2 separate regions of the Columba livia genome follow, and region 2 is linked to region 1. The links are chromatin contacts, called in public Hi-C maps. All regions are on one chromosome and are shown on one strand. Each heading gives the region's core, a stretch centred on a gene start, on an enhancer-like site or on the middle of the called end of the contact. The rest is flanking DNA. Distances are from core to core; before and after follow the strand shown. Region 1 has its middle 13 kb from the start of FOS. Region 2 holds the start of TMED10 (transmembrane p24 trafficking protein 10).

Region 1 (2,681 bases), core at 78-2,577:
GGGCATAAGTGATTTGCCTAAAGTCAGTTTGGAGTGGCGACTCTTCAAAGTGTGTGCTAAAATCCTAACATTTTACTGTGAAGGTGATCAAACACTGGAGCAGGTTGTCCAGAGAACCTCCAGCCTAGAGGTTGCTAGAACTTGACTGTCTGAGATCCTGAGCAGCCTGCTCTAAGAGGCCCTGCTTGAGCAGGGTTGGGCTAGGTGACCCCTTCCACCCTATGTGATACATGGAGTCGATGATTGGCAGTGTCAGCTTGGTCACGGAAAGTAGAGTAACGCACTGGTGGTGTGTGTGAAAGCAGCTGAGTGGTGACACACAGCATTTGTGGCAAGGACCTATTCTAGATGTATGAAACATCTCTCTGCATATGTATGATGTGGATGACATGCTCTGACAGATCTAACTAGCAGTTTAAAATACCATCTTTGCTGTCTGTCATGGGTTGTTGGCTCTCCCAGGTGACAGAAAGAGAGCCTGTGTGTACCCTCCCCATCCTCAGTGCTATTAGCTAACCAAGTGACTGAGGAAAGGGGCTTGTGCAGAGCTCCTCAATGCCTAGTGACAAAGGCTGAAGTTCACATTCCTTTCTGCCTCCCCTGGAATGGATGTGTTAACCCAGTCCAGGAGAGCAGGTGGAGAGACTGGCATGGGAATGCCTGAAACCACCTCTGCCAGTTGCATCAACAGAGGAGTCAGACCCCTGAGGCAGAGCTTTTAGGCTCAGCCACCTCTAAACCCAGGTCTTTGGGTTCCCACAACATCCATCCACTGGGCTTTCTTTCCCACATGTCTGATTTTCCATAGTTGTCATCTGTGGATAAAGTGCCATAGTTTAAACCAACATGCTATAGTTCTTACTGGATCTAACAGAAGCATGAAAATGTCTTTGTGGCTTCGATGCTCGGTTGTGTGATGAATGTGAACATGACCCTGAGCTGTAGCAAAGCTATCTGGTAAAGTGGCACACGGCTGCTCCTGTCTGCTGAGTTTTGGCAGTCCCCCTTCCAGGTCCTGTGTCAGTGGAAGAATCTTGGTGCTACTTGGGATTTCATCATCCCAGTGCCTGGAGTCATGTGGTTATGTAAGAATTTAAATTTCGGTTTTTGTTAAGCATGTGTTTAGGTCTTGACATCAAGGAGGAGAGTTGGGCAATATGAACCCTGTATCTCCAGACGCTTGAAGCAACAAGCAATGTTCAGTGCTTACCACAGCAATATCGAGCCAATCTTGGGAGTTACTGGAGATGTGGCTGGTGGGCTGGCACCCGCGGGGGCAGCCGGCCGGGCAGCCTCCTCCACATGACTCCCCGGCTGAACAAAACGCCCCCAGCCTCTCTGTGCCTCGGCCAGGGCCCCGTGCAAGTCCCCTCCTGAGACCCGCGCTCCCCGGCGGCTGCTCAGCCTCTCGTCGTGTCGCCGCGGCTCCTCCGTGACAGCCGCCACTGTCACCGGCTCCCCGCCGGGGCTCTCCCGTCCCGGTGAGAGCATCCCGCAGTGCGCTCTGCTGGCCGGGCTCCTGCCCCGCTTCCCGGCGCTCGGCACTCGTCACTGCAGCCCTGGGCAGTCCCGGCATGTTTTTGCAGCCGTGCAGGAATGCTGCTGGTCCGGTGGGTAGGTCTTCATTCCTCGCCTTCCACTGCTCTCTGCTGGTCACCGGGAAGCTGAGCACTGGTGGAGAGAAGCAGAAGTGACTAGTTCTAGTTGAGGAGGATTGAATCAGGGTGCTCTGACCACGGAGGTCGTTACTCCAGCCCCCGGCTCAGAGCACGTCGAACAAGAGTGTGTTGCTCACTGCATTGTCCAGTTGGGTTTTGAATGTCTCTGGGAAGAAAGGTTCCACAGATTTTCTGGGAAACTCAGTCCAGTGTTTGACCACCCTCATAGTAAAAAATCAGGATCTTTGAAACATTCTTGGAAGAGTTCCCCCACTGCATTTGCAAACTTTTGATAAATTCCAAGTACTTTTTCAGCAAAGTGGATCCTCAGCCAGGTAGCATCCCGTACTGTTGCATGGAGTTATTCCCTCCCAGGTGAGGGGCTTTGCATTTGATTTTTTTTTTTTAAACTTCAAGAGGTTCCTATCAGCCATTTATCCAGCCTATTGGGATTTCTCTAAGTAGTAGCCCTACTCTCTGTGTATATCAGCCACTACCCCTGGTTTGGTGGCCATATGCTTTGTCACATCATTCAGGGTTTTGATAAAGGCATTACAGAGCATTTGCCCTGGTATTGACCCTTGAGAGGTGCTGCTCAACTCTCCTGGTTGTCACTTGGACTTTGTAACTCATCAAAGCTCATCAGCTTTGAGCTCGGTGGTCCAGCCAGTTTTCGATAAACCTAATTATTCATGTACCCAGTGACTATCTCACTAATTTGATAATACAAACACTAGGGGAGATGGCATTGAGAGCCCCACTAAAGTCAATCTAAACTAATGGCTCAGCCACAACCAAAGCGCTGATGCTTCAGCCCCAGAGCATCAGCCTGTTTTGCCAGCTGCGCGCCAGACAGACCTTCCAGTCCCCTCCACAGAACCTCTACCCCAGTCACTCACCTGATCCCATCTGCACTGACACTCTCAGGCTGCCCTCCTTGCTCTTGCCCATCTGCTTTCCAACGATTGCCCAGCCTCACAAGGGTGCTTCCTGGGGCAGGACCAGGTAGGCAGGTAGACTTTT
Region 2 (2,681 bases), core at 117-2,616, 37 kb before region 1:
TCCTCTCACAAACAACGTTGCAGCAGCAGAACAAATTCTTTTAAAAGCGCAAGACTCCAGAAACAGCCTTCTCTAGCGATAACCAAGCATGACTGCTGATAACCCAAAGCCTCTGGGCATCTGTAGACAGATGCTGGAAACCTGATTTCGGGAGGTCTCAAATGCTCATTCAATAACACTGATTTCAGAGACTCCTGAGCACACAATCTCATCTCTGTTTGTGTGCTTATGTTTGAAGCCTTTGGGAGCTTAGACAGAAATTTAAAAAACAGATAAAAACACGTTATGACATAATTGTGTAGCAGTAGACCTGACTCAGCTAGTTGGGAAATTGTAGAAAGCCAGAGAAGGCAGATTGCAGACAGAATTAAAGTGAAGCTACTGAAGTTTTAATAGCCACTTGTCCCATTGGTGTATCAGTCACATATGTTCTGCTGACCCTCCCCTATCCCCCTTCAACATCCTTTAGGATCATTTTCTTTGCTGCAGCAAACACCTGCCTCCTTAAAGTCCACGCAAGCCACCACACAGCACGACGGGGAAAGCCATCTTATGAACCCAAACCTCGTTTGCAAGCCCCCCTCGCCCGTTCCCGGCGGCCGCGGTGCGCAGGCCGGGCGCGCTCGCAAAGCCACGTCAGCCTCGCTCCTTCCGGCTCACACGGTGCCAGCCGCTCACACGGCCGCACCGCGGCGGCCCGGCCCACGCAACCACGCGTGCGGATTACCCGTGGCGCGGCGGGAGGGGCCCCTGCGAAGAGATCTGGGGGGGGAAAAAGCCTGTATTTGGGTCAAGCCTAACGCCTGCCCTACTCCCGCGCCACCCGATGTCCGGATGGCGGAACCCCTGGGCGAGCGGAGGCCGCTAACGCGAGGCGAGTCCTGCCCCGTGGCTCCCGCCGGCAGGAGGCCAGGCCCGCGCTGAACCCACGCGTGGACCGGCGTTATGCGTGGAAAACGTCACACAGACCCACTCCCCGCCCACGCGCGGCCGGGGAGGCGGGGCCACGCCGTCCGCCCCGGCTCACCCTCGTTTCCCTTTCCCCCTCCCGCTCCCGCCTGCCGGGGCGCCGCCGCCACGGCCGCACCTTGAGGTTGGCGGAGGGTCCGGTGGAGGAGCCCGGCGGGGCGCCGATCTCGTACTCGCCCGTGACCAGCGTGTCGCGGTGGATCTCCTCCCGCAGGCACTTCCGCGCCTTGCCCGGCAGCTGGAAGGAGATGGGCCGCACCGGGCCCACCAGCAGCAGCAGCAGCAGGGCCAAGAGCGGGGCCTGCCGCAGGCGGGGGCGGCCGGGCAGCGGCAGCGGCATGGCGGCGGCTCCGGGTGCGGCGGGCCGTGCCTCCGCCACACGTGACCAGCAACGCCGCGCGTCACGGGGGCGGGGCCGGGGCGGGGCCGCGCGGGTGGGAGGATCGTCGCTGGGGTCCCACGCAGGCGGGGGTTAGCGGGTGTCTGGCCACGTGCTCCGGGGGTGCGGGTCCGCCGCGCCTAGGTACTGAAGTTTGTCGCTTCAGATGGGAGATTTAATTCTTAAATAAATGTTTAATTATATTAATTCATTATTAATGACTGATAATGAGCCATAATAATTTCATCCATTAAATAAATGAATTAAAAAAAACCAAACAAACCGTGCTCCAATGCAGAGGAGCACACTGAGGGTGGACGAGCAGTCTGAATTTCATGGAGCCTTCTGCACAGCTGGGCACCCCCCAGCTCCTTGTCTGAGAGATGCACTTGCTGTTTTGGTGGGGTTTGGTTTTTTTGTTTGTTTGGGGTTTTTTTTGGTGTGTTGTTTTTTTGTTTGTTAGTTTTTAATTTCTGAGTAGTTTTCCTCTGGTCCTGTTCAGTCAAGAAAATATAGTTTTATCAGATGTGTTACTTTTTTGGGTCAGCATCCTCCAAATACAATAGCAGCAAAGGTATGCAAGTGCTTTTAACAGCAAATAAAATTATCATGACTTTTAAAGATACTTGAAGGATTATTTTTTTCTCTCCCTTTCCGACACGTCCTCAGATCTGCTTTTTCCTTTGTTTTTTTTTTGCGCTTGCTCTATTTTACTCTCAGGACCATAGCAGTAAATAACCCACCAAGCAGCTCTGGAGCGCTGCTCCCCTGGCCCCACACCAGCAGCCCCCTCCTCTCCCAGCCTCCCTCCCCGGCCCTGCTGCAGGGATCCCAGCGAGCGGCACCACGGGGGGGACCTGCACGAGTGGAACAAGCACCTTGCCCTGCTGGGGACAGAGGGACGCAGATCTCCCGGGTGTGTGATTATGACCGCCACAGCTGCAGCCAGCTCCTGGGCTGGGCTGCAAATATTTGGGTATGTTGAGGTGCAAGGAAAGGCAGGAAGAAAGGAATGGATAATGTATTGGTTTGGGCTGGGGTAGAGATAATTTTCTTCATGGTAGCTAGTGTGGGGCCACATTTTGGATTTGTGCTGGACACAGTGTTGATAACACAGGGATGTTCTAGCTATTGCAGGGTGGTGCTTACAGACTCAAGGCCTCTGCTGCTCTTCACACCACCCCACAGCGAGGAGGCTGGGGCTGCATAAAGGAGCTGGGACACAGCCAGGACAGCTGACCTAAATTGGCCAAAGGGATATTCCATACCATATGGTGTCATGTTTAGTCTATAAAGCTGGAGGAAGAAAAAGGAAGGGGGAGATGTTCAGAGT

The links. Hi-C and Micro-C count contacts between places; a contact is called where the count stands out from the background.
Region 2: a contact with region 1 is called in a Hi-C map of liver, with 4 times the contacts expected there. The contact joins the promoter of TMED10 here to the enhancer-like site in region 1. A contact is called at or near these places in 2 of 2 Hi-C or Micro-C datasets (crop and liver).

The regions. Positions count from the first base shown.
Region 1 is chr5:25,344,272-25,346,952 of bColLiv1.pat.W.v2, reverse strand. No RefSeq gene overlaps it. Among named protein-coding and RNA genes, the nearest start is that of FOS, 13 kb to the left of the region's middle. Within about 2 kb of position 1,327, at least 1 of the 3 cell types and tissues checked has an H3K27ac peak away from gene starts, as active enhancers do.
Region 2 is chr5:25,381,694-25,384,374 of bColLiv1.pat.W.v2, reverse strand. TMED10 (transmembrane p24 trafficking protein 10) reads right to left here and starts at 1,366. Exons shown (of 5, transcript XM_065063924.1): 1 at 1,088-1,366. The coding sequence starts at 1,309.